Regions from separate parts of the Mus musculus genome. Here region 2 is linked to region 1. Evidence: chromatin contacts called from public Hi-C data. All regions are on one chromosome and are shown on one strand. The core of a region is the stretch at or near the end of the contact, and the rest is flanking DNA. Distances in the headings are between cores, read along the strand shown.

Region 1 (7,828 bases), core at 1,839-4,338:
ATCTAGATGACTTGGGAGGAAACCTGTGAATTAGAAATCGGCTGTCTGGTGCACAGATATCAGTATGTGTTGATGTCAGAGGCAGGATTGTGTAAGTGTATGAGATCAAAATGGGAAAAATAAAACCCTGCTGGGTAAGGGTTCTATTGAAGTTAAGACAGCTAAGAATAAGTTCCTGTTTATCCTGTGTTAAGTTCTTGCAAGTTAAGGTTTCTATTTGTAATTAAGAATAAGTTTCTGTTTCTTAGGTCTGATGTGAACCGCTTAAGACCACACTCATATGATATATATCCTCAACTCCTGTTCCTTGCCTTTCATTATTTCTAACAATGTATAACACTCAACTATCTCAGCCCTGTGAACACCTTTAGCTCTCCTATACAAGAGCCTTCAAGAGGCCAGCAGGAGCTGCTCTCTCAATTCCAGGCTTAGAGTGAGACAGCCAGCTGGCCAGTCCCAGGTACACTCCAAAATACAACTTGCTGGACAATCATGGACCTAGTCTTTCTCCTCATGATTCTCAGCTTCATCAAGAGCCAGACAAGGGACTTAGAGACTGTTTGTCAGGAACCTATAGGTACATCCCCTGACAAAGCCTGGGAAGAGAAGAGAAGAGAAGAGAAGAGAAGAGAAGAGAAGAGAGGGGAGGGGAGGGGAGGGGAGGGGAGGGGAGGGGAGGGGAGGGGAGGGGAGGGGAGGGGAGGGGAGGGGAGGGGAGGGGAGGAGAGGAGAGGAGAGGAGAGGAGAGGAGAGGAGAGGAGAGAAGAGAAGAGAAGAGAAGAGAAGAGAAGAGAAGAGAAGAGAAGAGAAGAGAAGAGAAGAGAAGAGAAGAGAAGAAAGGGGAGATTGGGAGGGAGTCACCCTAATGGACCCTTAAGCAAACTTCACCTCAGCTCTCTTCTTAGCCTTAGCTTCCTTATAACAATGTAAGGCTGTTTATATGGGGGTGGTTGTGGTAAGGAGTACCTGGAGGCTGAAGAGGAGGGATGGATAGATACTGACATCATATTGCCTGGCTTCAAATCCTACTTCTCCAAAGGACTGGCTGATCCTAGTGAGAGGTATTTATTTCACTACCCCAGCACCTCAGTTTCCCCATCTCTAACGATGTAACATGGATGGTTCTTGTCTCATAAAACGATTATAGAGACTAGGGTAAGAATCCACACTTTACACTTTAAGCAGCATTATCTATTCTAATTCTTTGATATTTGAAGGCAGGGGAACTAGAGCTGACTGGGAGGATAAGTGGTAAGGAGCCTCTGGGGAGAGGAGGATGGATCCTTCCTTCTTTGAGTTTTCAAGGCTCTAAGCACAGTCTGCTAACATGCAAATACTCTCCCAGCAGTTTTCCAGCAACTGAAAATTAGAGATGTGAACTGGTTGACAGACATCTTTTGTCTTTTCTAAATTAAACTCAGGTTTGAAGGGAGCAGAGAAGAAAGGGCTCAGGACATGGCTTTCATAATACAGATTGCTCTTGTGGAATGGCAATGTTTGCAATAGTTGAGTCACAGGTTCTACGACAGGATTACCAAATGAAAGGGTCAGCCCCAAACATCTCACTATTTCTGAAAGAAAGGCTAGAAATCTGTTTATGACCCAGAACCAAGCCTGTGGTGGCCCCAGGTGACCACATGGGCAGAAAAAGAAAACACCATTCTACAGCTCCTAGTGGCTATACAGTGAGGGGGATGAAGTGGATTAGAAGAGTCAGACATTATTTTTGCTGTCACTCACTTGTGAAACTGCATCTTACTAGCCCAGCCTCCATCCCAGATGTGCACGGCCATTCCAAGATGAGAGGAAATGATGTTCAGATGACATTTGAATATCATCAACAGGGTGAGCTTCTGACAGCTGGAAAGGTGGCTAATCTGGGCATTGAACTTCAACCAAGATGTAACAGAAAATCACCACAAAGCCTTAGAACCCTCCTCCTAGGAAGGAGGAGAGTTCTCCTCCTCCCTCCCTTCTTCACTTCAACTTGCCCTTGAGCTTCTACAACCCTGGCTGTTGCAATAGAACTGTGACTCTGCACAGACCATACCAGGCCAATGTAGTTCCACATGAGAGAGGTTTATTGTGGGAGAGGGGGACTAAAGGGGGGTGACAGAGACGAAGGGAGAAAAGAGAGAAGAGAGGGTGAAGCTCAAGAGGGTCTGCCTTTTATTTAGACTGTGATATAATCACTCACAGGTAAATGTGTGGGAGGTAAGCCAAATGGATGCTGGAATGTATGGCTATTGCCATGACAACAGATGCTCGGGTCCCTGTCACCTATGGGTGACGTCATCATCATCTTTGGGTTTGGAGGTGATTTGAAACCATAAAACCAGTTCCTGATACCACCACTGGCAATGAAATTTTCAGGATGGTTTGACAGGTGTGAGTCCCTGGCCCATATTGCACATGGAGTGGCTCCCTCTCCCACTCACTTGGAATGTGGGGCTCCACAGCAGTCCGACATGACAACTCCATTGGTGACCTGACCACCTTGGTTCCTACTTCCTGTCGCAGCATATTTGTTCAGTTGGAAAGGATGTGTAAGAGGCTAAAGCTTCCAGCAACAGCCAGAGGAGAACAGCTGCAAAAGCCACCCTAGCCGAAGAACCACTGGGGTCTGGACAGCCTGGCTGCTTGCTGCAGAGAGCTCCCCTGCAGACTTGGAACAGAAGACTTGCATCTGGAGAAGTGATGGCTTCATAGCTTTCGGCCCAAGGACACCTGTTCCAAACAGAGCCCTTTACTCAAGGCAGGTGGTGTCCTGATAAGGTCTCTCCCCAACCCTGACATGCTAAGCTGCCCTGCCCCTGCACTGATTTTAAGTGCCCTCCAAGTGCCCCACCCCAACCAGGTTAATCCCCAACAAATTCTGCTAATAAAGACCCATCTCTTCACCCCTGCTCCAGAGTGACTGAAATTAAAACTGAATTTGCACCATGAGGCTCAGAGGCTACGCCCATCTTGTTTCTCAGCCTCTCCCCTCTACACTAAACAGTTGCCAGCAGGATACAGGCCAGCTTGGCCAGCTTGGCCAGGCCTCAGGAAATCTCTCCACAGACTCAATGGAGTAACAACCCCTCCCCTCACTTAATGGCTGATGGAGGCCATCTGTGCCTGAACTCTGGGAATTGAGCAGTCAGTGCCCTGGGGCCTCTAGGGGCCTCAAATCCATGGGGAAATTCTGCTAAGCTCTCAGGAAAATCTCACCACTAATAATAACTGGTAATTTCCCAACTTCTGCCCCCCCCCCCCAGCCCCCCTGCCTGAGCTGGAGAGCAAGTGCCATCCCAGGTGGATTCCCTACAACATGCCCTGGGAAAAGGCAATTGCTTAGCATCAGGTCCCAAAAAAACTCAGAACAGAGGGATAACTGTGGTGCCTATTAGCATACCAAAGCACATACTGGCTTCCAGATGCACTCAGTACCTATAGCCTCAGTTCTTCTCACCAGCTTCCTACTTAAACTTGTCCAGCCTTTGGGCTTCACTTCCTTCCCCCTAGCTTCTCATTCTATATAACCATTTTCTTTTCTTGGCTCTTTTTCTTGGTTTCTCTCTCTCTCTCTCTTGGTTTCTCTCTCTCTCTCTCTCTTGGTTTCTCTCTCTTGCTCTCTCTCTCTCTCTCTCTCTCTCTCTCTCTCTCTCTCTCTCTCTCTCTCTCTCTCTCTCTCTCCCTCCCTTGGTCCCCTCTATAGCTCTCTCCCTCCTCTGCCTCGTACTTCCCACCTCTGTCCAATCAGGGACAAGCATACTCACTGACGTACTTCCTGCCGATATATCTCCCACCTGCGTGTGATCAAGCACAGACTGGGCAGTTGGGCAACCAACCCTACTTACTTAATGAAGTAAAAACCCGTGGTTTGTTATCTTACATGAACAACAGCCGCCAGCATTCCAGGAAGTCTTTGGGCAAGTGAAGCTTACAGGTTAACTTTAGCCCTCACACCTGCTCTGGACTCTTGTAGATGCCTCTGACTGTTCTCTCCCTTGTATTTACAATAAAACACCTTCTCCTCAACTATACCTTTAAGCGGTCGAGGCCTCAGTTCACTCAGTGCAAGAAAGAAGTTTCTTCTTATCAATTCTGCAGCCCCTAGTGTAGGCAGGCATCCAAGTGATGAGGAGGATGTAAGCAGAGGGGGTGGAGCAGAAGCCAGGGACCTGCCTCCAGGTCAAGTTCTGAGCAGAAGGGATGTCAGCAAAGAGTGGGGTACATACAGCAAAAAAAGGACCAACATCATCATACCACAAAAGTCTAGAGTGTAACGTGCTTCTCTCATCACCATGATAGGGCATCTGACAGACACAACTTAAAGGAAGACAGGTTTATCTAGGTGTAGGATTTATAGGGCACCATCTTGGTAGAATACTTGCTGTGACTAGAGCAATTCAGTTTGGGATGGTGGGAGCTTGCTGTGTAGCCTGTGATATCTTAGGGGATCAAGTAGTAGAAACCTCAGGGTGTTACAAGAATTCAATATAACTTGGTGACCTATATCCAACAACTAAAATCTGCCAGTCAGGCCACAATCACAAAGGCTCCCAGCCTTCCAGAACATTGCTACCAGCTGGGAACCATATTCAAACACAGAGACTATGGAGGCTTTTTGTATTCAAGCCATGATGTCCTATGGCTCCTTTGGTCAAGGGCATGTCCAACCCCCAGCCCATAGGCCACATTTGGCTAAAGATAGCTAGTAATACAGACCAACTCAAATTTATAAATGTACATAAAGTATTATGAAGGGAATGTGTGTGTGTGTGTGTGTGTGTGTGTGTGTATTGTTGTTGTAACTTGACTGTGTGGTTCTCCAGCATCAATGACAACATCTTTTCTGAATGTCAAAAAAAAAATTGACATGGTTATGTTAACAATGACAGGTCCAGAGCTCTGGGACAGGGATGTCATAATGGTCACAGCTATTACATCATGCCATTGCAGATTCAGAGCAAGAAACCAACCTTCCTCTCCCTCCTCGTCTTCTTTTTCCCCAGACTTCTCCATGGTCATTGGTTGCATAACTCCATGAGGCTATACTGGTAAAGCGAGTATCCTGCCTGGTTTTGTGTGTCAACTTGACACAGGTTGGAGTTATCCCAGAGAAAGGAACTTCAGTTGGGGAAGTGCCTCCATGAGATCCAGCTATAAGGCATTTTCTCAATTAGTGATCAAGGGGAGAGGGCCCATTGTGGGTGGTGCCATTTCTGGGCTGGTGTTCTTGGGTTCTATAAGAAAGCAAGCAAAGCAAGTTAGTAAGTAGCATCCCTCTATGGCCTCTGCATCAGCTCCAACTTCCTGACCTGCTTGAGTTCCAGTCCTGACTTCCTTTGGTGATGAACAGCACTGTGGAAGTAGAAGCTGAATAAACCCTTTCCTCTTCAACTTGAGTCTTGGTCATAATGTTTGGCGCAGGAATAGAAACCCTGACTAAGACAGCTGGGTTTAGTGGTTCTTAGACACTCTCTATCACCACGGCAAGTACCTAAGAAAAGTTAAGAGAAGGATTTGCTTTGGCTCCCTATTTCAGAGGTTTCTTCAGTAGATAACATTGTGCAGAGTGTGGTAGAGGACAACAGCTCACTTCATTGTGGCTCTCACCTCATGGTGGCCAGGAAGCAGAAAGGCAAAATATCTAAACTCGTGGGCTTTCTCCTTTCTCCTCTCCCATTCTATCTGAGCCTTCACACTATGCCGTGCTGGCCATACTCAGGGAACTGTTTCTCCACTTCGCTAATTCTCTCTGGAAATTCCTTTGCAGACACAAAGAAGGTGTGCTTTACCAATCTTCTAGATGTTTCTCAATCCAGTAAAATTGACCATTAACTATGATATGACTGAAGAGATGGTTAGAAGTGTTTCCTGTGTGTCTCAGCCACCGTTTTATGACTGTGAAGAGTCATCATGGCCAAGACAGTTCTTATAAGAGAGAGCATTACCTGACGGCCTGTTTACAGTTTCAGAAGTTTATTCCATTACCATCATGGCAGGGAGCATGGCAGCATGCAGGCTAGTAGAGCAGTAGCTGAGAATTCTACATTCTGAGCAGGCAGCAAGAAAAGAGAGCCTGGGCCTGGCATGGGCTTTTGTAACCTCAAAGCCCACCACCCATTTCCTCCAACCAGGCCACACCTCCTAATCCTTCTAATCTCACCAAGGAGTTCCACTCCCTGGTGACTAAGCATTCAAATAGATGAGCCTAGAGTGTCCCTGCTATGTAAACCACCACATTGTGTGAGAATGAGGACATGAGGACGGGAACCTGAGTTCAGCAACCCAACACCAATGTAAAAGCCAGATAAAGCAGAGTGTGTCCAAAAGGGCAACACTGGGTGTGGGACAGGAAGTGGTGTGCAGAGTCAGGGGGAAGCCAAGGGCTCTCTGTCTAACCAGTCAGGCTGTGAAGGCTGTAAACATATAAGCTTCCTCTCCTTGAGTCATTTTCCTCAGGCATTTGTCACATGGTAAGAGCAGTAACTGACATACTGTGACACCTAAGGTCTGAGTAGCTTTCAAAGAATCCCAGACAGGCATCTCAATTCTTAATTCCAAAGTGCTGGCACTTGAGGTGGCCTAGAGTGGCAACCCCACAGCCACAGTCTTTTCTTAAAGGCCTGTGAAGCAGGTGCACAGGGCTATAGCACCTCAGCTGGACAGCACAGGATGGACAGAATGGGCAGATGGGAGCCTGATGGGACACAGCTCTGAATGCCCTCGAAGACAACAGGACCTGCTTAGACAATGACTCAGCAAGACAAATATCATAGAAATGGGACAAACTTCACTGTAGGGACATGTAGCCTTCCATTCATCATGGAATGAAAAGACTTTTATATTTATTTGAAAACCTGTTCACATTTATGTTCATAATTAATTACAACTTGTTCCTAGATGTGACAAGTGAATGTGCGCCCATATTCAGCATTTTTTATAGTCTCAACCAAATTCCTCCCTTATTTTCCTTAATAGCACAAACAATAAAAGCTCACCACCAACCTGCCATGCACCTGCTGCCATGTCTGTGCCTTTGGCATCGTTGCCACAGATGTCCATCCTTCTGAATTCTTAAATCCTACCACACAGGCTCAGAGGTTATCTCCTCCAGGAAGCATCTCTGGCCATACTTAGATCTCACCAGTATCTCAGGCATTCCCAGTTTCTAACCTTGATTTTAACTCCTTTTCTTATTGTATTCTATACCATATTCTGAATGTAGGACCATCAATCTTCTATCAGTTGGAGGTATCAGAAAATACTTTTTTCCTGCAAAGGCACCATGTATGATTTTGTTCGTGTAACATACATACATACTATCAATAAAACAGTCCGTGGGAATTCTGTCATCAAATTACATTGTTTGGGCCAGTGAGATGGCTCGTTGGGTCAAGCTGCTTGCTACCACACCTGATAATCTGAGTTAGAACCCTGGAACACATTGTCCAAACCAGAAAACTCACCAAGATTCAAACCACCTGCTACACTCTTACTATGACTAGTTTACTATATCATATGATGATTCCATTTTTTGTACGGATAAATTTTAATTTAATACAGATGAAATTGTTGGAGCAGGGGAGATAGCTCAGATAGTAAAATACTTTCTGTGCAAAACACATCAGGATCAGTTAATTCCCTCAAACACCCAAAGTCTGGAGGTGGCAAGAGCTTGTAATTGTGATTGAAGAGGCAGAGAGAAGTGGATTTCTGGTGTTTGGTGACCAACTAGTCAAATTGGTGAGTTCTGAGTAAAAGAGAGAAAGTCTGCCCTTTAAAAAAGGTAGAAGCATGCATATGTATGTATGTATGTATATATATACATATATAT
Region 2 (7,828 bases), core at 2,628-5,127, 610 kb after region 1:
GAGAGCTGGGAAGCTATGTAGCTGGGCTCCATATGCTGCTGTCTGCCTGTGCTCCATTGCCGGGGACCTGGAGCCGCTCAGTGCTTACCACTCAGCTCCCTCACAGCCTGTTTGCTTCACACCCAGGCTAGGTCTTCCCTCTAAAGAGGCTTTGCGTGCAGTGAGGAGCACTGGAGACTCCTGCAGCAGCTGCTCAGCAAAGCCCTCTGGAGGTAGCACACCTTCCCCAGTAGTCACCCTTCACCTGTTAGTCATGAATGTGCAGACGAACCTCAAGGATTCTCTAGGAAGCAACACACACACACACACACTTATCAAATTCAATGCCTGGGTTGAGTTTGTTTGTTTGTTTGTTTGTTTGTTTGTTTGTTTGTTTGTTTTTGTCAAGGAAGGAAGCAGAGACCTGGAGAGACTGAGGAAGGGAAGTTGTCAGAACCACAAAAGTCTCGTCGGGATCACTGAGACTATTGACTTCTCTACTGTGTTAGTGACCCAGCTCTCCCCAGATGGCCTCCTCCTCCTCCCTGGAGAATTGGAGCTGTGCTCCCAGCAGCCACAGGGCCAGACAGCGCTGTGATCTATCTTTCACAGATACTCAGACGGCTGCCCACTCCTCTCGAGATTCTGTCCCATGGGGTCTGATGACTGGAGCTTGTTTTAGAATTGAGACAAGTCCTTTCATTCTATAGCTAGAGATGCAATAAAATGCAAATAGCCCCACAAAAGGTAGTAACCGTTGTCTTAAATTCTGACTAAAGGGGGGGGGGGTGACAAATAGGAAGCTCCACCAAGAGGAGGACCGTGAGCTTAGAAGTCAGACAGAGCGGAGTTAAAGCTTGACCTCAGCAGGTGTGAGGCGGAGTGATTCCGAGTTTATTGAGCAAAATGAGAATCAGATTATTTACCACTAAGAGAGCCCAGAAGGACTGTATGAGAAGCGCCTAGTTCAGTGATAGGTGTTCCTTTCATAAGCATCACAAAGTCTCTATGTTTGCACTCCAAAAATACAGCATTCAGAAGACTGAGCAATGTCCCTTGGAAGGCCAGGTTGACTGCAGCGTCGTCTGTTTAGAAGCTCCTTAATCTTGGGCACTGTGTGAAGGCTCTTCCGTTGCTGTCACAAAACATCTGACAAAAGTAACTAACAGAAGGGAGGGAGGGAGGGAGGGAAGGAGGGAAGGAAGAAGGGAGGGAGGGAAGGAAGAAAAAAGAAGGGAGGGAAGGAGGGAAGAAGGGAGAAGGAGGGAGGGATGGAGGAGAGCGGGGTTATTTGGGCTCTCACTTTGAGGATAGTTGCATCATGGCCTAAAGGTTGGGCAGAGAGAAAGGGAATGAGTCCCACAGGAGGAGAAGGTAAGGCGGCTGGTCATGTAAATCCAGTCCCAAAGTAGGACGCAAATGCATCTCCTCAGCACTCTTTTCTTTTCTTTTCTTTTCTTTTCTTTTCTTTTCTTTTCTTTTCTTTTCTTTTCTTTTCTTTTCTTTTCTCTTTTCTTTTCTTTTCTTTCCTTTTCTTTCCTTTTCTTTTCTTTCCTTTTCAGTAGTCTAGTCCGAGGCTGCAGCCAGGGAAGAGGAGATGGCACCACCCACATTCAGAGGAGCTCTTTCTTCTTCAATAAAACCTTTCTGGAAACCCCCTTGGAGGTGTCTCCATGGTGATTCTAAATCCAGTCAACTTGACAATGATGATTAACCTTGACAGACTCTCTGTGCCTGAGCCTCCTCAGGCTGAAGCCAGGCCATTGTAAGGAGTAAGCCAAGTGTTAATACATGAGATGCCTTATGGACCGTGGCGCTTATATCAACACTCCGTGCCGTAGCTATTGGGGAGCAAAACCCTGCTGTATGTCTAGCACCACATCATCATTGATCTGATCAGAGTACTGATTGTAGGTCGTGAGGTGTCAATTGAACAATCTTCTGAAAATACAAAGATATTATGTCTTGATGCTCTGCTTGGGCTAGTGTATGTGTGTGTGTGCGCGCGCGCATGTGTGTGTATTCATGTGTATAAATTCTGAAGTGTGTATGTAAGTTTGAATGTGTGTTTGCACATATGCATATTATGTTTCTATTTTTCTGTTTGCATATATGTTTGTGCCATATACATGTTCGTGTGTGTGTGTGTGTGTGTGTGTGTCCATATATCTGTGTGCATGTGTGTGTTTCTATATGTACATGTTTGTGTTTGGGTGTCTTGCATGGGTGTTTGTGCTTATGTATGTTGAATGTGCATGTTCATGCGTCTATATGTGTGTGCATGTATGTGTGTATGTGTATATGATTGTGTGTGTTCCTATGTGTAAAAGCATGTGTGTGCATGTGCACAAATGTGTGTGTGTGTATGTGTGTGTGTGTGTGTGTGTGTGTGTGAGAGAGAGAGAGAGAGAGAGAGAGAGAGAGAGAGAATATTTTGCTAGGAGTTAAAGCTAGAATCTGGCTCACACTGAGCACATGCAAGCTCTGTACAGTGAGTTACGGGTTTGAACACTGTATAACACTACTCTTGTGCTAATGCTATTTGTGGACATACTGCTGTATGATCAATAAACTAGAAACCCTTGGGCCAGGCCCAAACATCTAGATACAGCCTGAGGCCCCAGCTAGCCAGAAGAAGCCGTGGCCTGGACAGGGAGGAGGTCTGAAGGGCCAAAACTCGAGTGGACATCAGCCTCAGGCATGAACTTCCTCTAAGACACTGGAAAACAAACATGGAAAATTGGTTTGCAAGGTCCCGTGGATACTGAAGGGCCTTGAGCATGTGGCTCTGATAGGCCTTGATCTTCTCCCTTGTTCTCTCTGCCTTGCCAATAAAAAAAAAAAAAAAAAAGAATTCTATTCCTAAAGCTAGCCATCAAGGACCATTCCCTTATTTAGCCATTTCTTCCTCCTGAGGCTGACTGCCAAGGTTCAGCTCTCAAGGTATTGGAAATCCAGTAATGAAAAGCCCCCTTTTGACACATGTAGTTAATATGCCCAGTTACAATTAAACACCTCATCCTAAAACAGGGTTTCCCCCTTTACCTTTATAAACCACCACTTTCCTATGGGCCATGTCTGTCTCCTCTCTAACCAGAGGCAGTCCTTTGTTCCCCAGAACAAATACCCCTTCCCCTCTCATTTGTCTCCTTCCCCTTCTCCTCCTCCTCTTTGTCTCTCATTCCCTGCCCTCTGTCCCTGTGGGACAGACAAATCTCCTTGGTGCTGAGAACTTGGTCTTGGGGGGTTCCTGAGCCAATAACAATGTCTAAAAGACACACATGCAAGGCCCTGGCTAGACCCTACACAAAGGGCCTTCTACCTTGATGGAACTGTTTGAGTGGCATCTACTTCTGCTCTGGGGTCTCTCTCAGACCACTTTCCAGAATGTAAGAAAAAGAAAGGTATCTATCTCCTGCCTGGAATAGCCCCCCCTTCCCACTGTCTCGGTCTGTTGGCTGCAAACTCCTGGGCTGTGTTTTACTGAGAGACTCACCTTTGACCAGAGAATTCTTCGGTGTGGCCTGGCATATCTATTAGTTTACTCCAGAGGGGTGTGTTCACGATGTTAGGATGTCAAAGAAAAGACAGTGATTTTTTTTTCAGAAGCTGCTGGCAAAGGGGATATGGCTAGCAGCTATCAAGCTCTTGAAATATGAAAATTAATTAAATTCAATTTGGAGAATGAGAATCATCACTTCAGATAAGGATACTGTGATAAATAATGCCTTCAGTAAGAAAAGCACTCCTTGCCGTGCCTCCAGGGTCTCATTCTGAGGCTCGCTGAAATGCAAACAAACGAACGAACGAACAAACAGAGTTTATGAAACAAATTGTATTAATGACAACAAGCCAGTCTCGGGCTCCAACACAATCCAGCAAGGGCTGGAGGCCAAGATCTGTGGAGTTTGTCTCAGGAGCCTCTGCCCAAAGCCACAGGGTTGGGAAAAAAAAGATGAGAGGCACAAGAATGCCCCACAGCTCCCCCTAGTGTTGGTGTCTGGTATTCCACCTGAGCCCAGACTTATTTGTAATTAGTAAACTGATTTTTTTCCCTTTCAGCAGGACTCCTTAACAGTAATCAAACACTACATCGCGCACCCACGAGATCCTCTCACTCCTCTACGCTGAGAGTCTTTTTATTTTATGATAGTTGTCTTAAACCAAATGAGGAGGACGAGACGATGAACAGACGGACCTGCCCAAGAAACCAAGATCGGGGATGGGAATGCGATAGATAATCCCTTATTTAAGGAAAACAATCCTCTCCATGTCTCAGGTGCCTCATTTTGAGAGTTTCCGAAATGCAAACGACAACAGCAAAAGAGTTGTTGCTGGGTACTTGTCTAACATGGCACTGAGTAAACCGGATGTGGTGGCTCGTGCCTAAAATCCCACGACCTGGGTGGTTAAAAGCAGAGGGATTAGGAGTTGGAAGTCATCCTCGACCACATACTGAATTAGAGGCCAACCTAAGATATACAAGACTCTGTCGTAGACAAAGCAATGAATGAATGAACGAGTGATTGAACGGATTTGATGTCTTCTTTGCTAGTTTTTGTGGATGGGGACAAAATTAAAATTTGTTTCTTCTCCAATAAAGCTGGAGTAACCCATGTGTCTGCTTCTCAGAGCTACAAAGATTAAATCGGATCAGCCAGGTGCTGGCCACCACACCTCCCAGTATGCAGCACAGGCTGGGTAACCTTGGTTACTGTTTCTGCCTCCTTCAACGGCCCGCTGAGGCCAGACCTCCTCCTGAGAAGACCACAGACACTCTCCGCCCCTCCCTGAGGATGCCAGAGTACCTCTACTCCTATGCCCCATCCCACTACTCCTCAGTTGAAAGTCTTTACCTGGCCCGAGGTTGCTGGACTTATGCTTGCCCCTGTGTGCTAATCAACACGACCAAATGTGTCACGCGTCATTCCCACAGCCTAGGTAATGGCAATGAGACCTTCCATGACCCTGGCCCAGCTCAGCTGCCCTGAAGGTATGCCAGCAGGGTTCCTGCTTCTCAACCCACTCTCGAGATCTGTTCTCTCAGAGCTGGTCCTTCCCACCTTGGGATCCCTAGGATGAGACTGGATGATCGCATCAAGCTGGAGAGAGCATGCTAACTCTCCTTCCACTCTGGGCAGTATCTGTGCCAACTCAGGTTCCTCCAGGGACACCAATCCAGTTTAGCACTTGCAGACTCTTTTGATGAGTTAGATATGGTGATAAACTTGGGTGACAGACAGGAAAATCAGAAGTTCAGGTCCAGCCCAGGCTATAGCATAAGATCCAACCTCAAAGTCTGGTGGAAGACAAATCCATTGTTACAGCACTTGCTTCATTTGTTAGCCTGAGTTTGATACCCAAGTGTGGCGGTTCCCACTTACAGTTGTAGTATTAAGGGGTGGAGACAGAGGATCGCTGTGGCTCACCAGCCAGCCGATCCAGCCTAATTGATGACCTCCTGATCAACCAGATCATCCTGTCTCAGAGAAGGTGGGTGACACCTGAGAATGACACCTGATGTGCTCTGGCCTTGGCAGGACCATGTACACACATGGAATAAACAAGTAACGAAACTGAAAAAAAAAAAATCCTAACTAGTGTGAACTCTGGACTCTGGGTGATGATCTGTGTGGTGGTTTGAATATGCTTGGCCCAGGGAGTGGCACTATTAGGAGATGTTACCTTCTTGGACTAGGTGTGGCCTTGTTGGAGGAAGTGTGTCACTGTCAGGGTGGGCTTTGAAACCCTCCTCCTAGCTGCCTGCAAGCCAGTCTTTCTCCTGTTTGCCTTCAGAGCAAGATGAAGAACTCCTCTGGCCCCATGTCTACCCGGACACTGCCATTCAGCCTACCTTGTTGATGTGGACTGAACCTCTGAACCTGTAAGCCAGCCCCAATTAAATGTTGTGTTTTATAAGAGTTGTCTTGGTCATGGTGTCTCTTCACAGCAATGGAAATTCCACCTAAGACAATCTGCTGTGGTGACAAATGTGCCACTGTGGTGCAGGCGCTTGACAGTGGAGAAAGCCAGCACCAGGGACAGGCGTTAGATGAAACTCTCCGTGCTCAGTTTTCAGTGAACCTGCAAGTGCTCTAAGGAATAATGCTTTTTAAAGGGTTTTTTTTTTGCATTGATTGATTGATTGGTTGATTGGTTGATTGATTGATGGGGTGGGGCACATACTACAGCCTCCATGTTGTCTGTTCTCTTCTCTTTAAGGATGGACTCAGGTTTCCAGACTTAGGAGCAAGCACCATTACCCACTGATCCATCACACCCTTGTAATGGTCTTTAAGGAAACAATGGTGTGGATAATTCTCTTCCAAGTTTTGGGAACCACACCTCCATCAAGGGAGCTGAAGGAAAACCAGGGCTGTAGTAAGGACCCTTGCAGCTCAAGATGCAGGCAGTAGCAATGATTAATTTCTTGAAACCTGGGGCCCACAGGTGGCAGCTTCTCTGCAGAACAGAATAAAAACAAACAAACATAAAAACAGAACCCACCACCCTTCAGCCTTGTGCCAAGCGCTTCTGTTACGTCTATCTCGTTTCACCCTTGACAACTCAGGAAGGAAATATTAATATTTGCATTTTAAAATACAGAAGAATGGGACCCAGGAGGTTAAACAAACTGGCAGATTGTAGGTCCAAGTGCCTGAATCCATAGCTAGGTTTTTCCTCTCTGATGACAGGAGTGAGGAAAGGTGGGTCTTAATGTGAGTGGAAGAATGACGCGGGGGTGGAGCCTGGAGTTGAGGTGGAATGGAGCTGCTCACTACGTAAAATCCCCCCCCCCTCCCGAGGGCTAACTCTTGAAGGCACCATCGTGTAGTTATTTACAAGCTTAGTTGTCATCAGAAGAATCCACAGATCTGGTAAGGTGGAGGTGATACTGGAGATCGCTCAACCTAAAGAGCAGTCCGTCCTGGACCAATCAGAGGCGAGCGCAGAGGCGAGTAGCCGGTGGCTAGCCCAGTCTTCCCCACCCCCACCCACTTGCAGACGCTCACTGCAACCAGGGTGCCTAGGACTGAAGCAGGGTCCCAGAAGTCTCCTTTTGAACTAAGTCACTTTCCTTCCTTGTTAGCATGTCTGTTGTTCAAGTCTTATGTAAACGGCCATGCTGTTGAGAGTTCATGGGTATAGCTTCCCTGTCAGTTTTAGGAGACATAATCTCATAATGGACTTCATGGTTCTCTAGCTCTTGCCATCTTTCCACGCTCTCTTCTGCAATGTTTTGTAAGCCTCGGGTGCCGGAGTTGTGTTGTAGAGGGATCAGTGGGGGCCGGTACCACAATCACTTTTGTGCTGAATTTTGATGAGTTGTGGGGATTATTGTCTATCGCTGCAAAGAGATATTTCTTTGTTGAGGAGTGAGATCCACACTTCTCTGTGGGTATAAGGATAAATGCTTAGCGTGCAGGGAAGAACTATTCTAGTTTAGTAAAAGGGGGGGGGGGGTTCTCCTCTGAGATCCATGACCTCAGTAGTCCCTGGTCGTTAGCTAGGATTCCAGTACCAGGCTTGCATTCCCTCTTATTCGAGCAGGCCTTAATTCCAATAGAGAGAGCTGTTGTTACCACCAATGTGTGCATGCCACTGCTACATCCTCAGGGTTATCATGCCATGGTGGTCATTGTTGTAGTTCTTAAAGCTTCATAGCGAGGTAGGTCTATTGATTGCATTCCTCTCCCACCCCTCCTTGGAAGCTTGCATAGCCTTCTGGTGCCATGGAAGTGAGCCCTCAGGGTGGAAATTTTCAGGTCAGATCCAGGTGGAGCCCTCCAGGTCCTGTGTCTGAAGTGCATGGTGTCTTTAGCAATAAGAACTTACCTTAAACCTCTGG

What was found. A called contact is a pair of places that touch in the nucleus more often than the background predicts.
Region 2: a contact with region 1 is called in a Hi-C map of uterus, with 4 times the contacts expected there. The contact joins two enhancer-like sites. A contact is called at or near these places in 2 of 15 datasets of contacts at CTCF or cohesin (large pre-B cells and pro-B cells), 28 of 484 Hi-C or Micro-C datasets (the C2C12 cell line, the HL-1 cell line, Th1 cells and 21 more) and 1 of 115 datasets of contacts at active chromatin or transcription factors (astrocytes).

The regions. Positions count from the first base shown.
Region 1 is chr14:72,386,848-72,394,675 of GRCm38.p6, forward strand. No RefSeq gene overlaps it. Among named protein-coding and RNA genes, the nearest start is that of Gm9195, 71 kb to the right of the region's middle. Within about 2 kb of position 3,089, at least 27 of the 459 cell types and tissues checked have an H3K27ac peak or open chromatin away from gene starts, as enhancers often do. A contact at or near this core is called in uterus, where this site is marked.
Region 2 is chr14:72,996,599-73,004,426 of GRCm38.p6, forward strand. No RefSeq gene overlaps it. Among named protein-coding and RNA genes, the nearest start is that of Gm41208, 14 kb to the right of the region's middle. Within about 2 kb of position 3,878, at least 12 of the 459 cell types and tissues checked have an H3K27ac peak or open chromatin away from gene starts, as enhancers often do. A contact at or near this core is called in uterus, where this site is marked.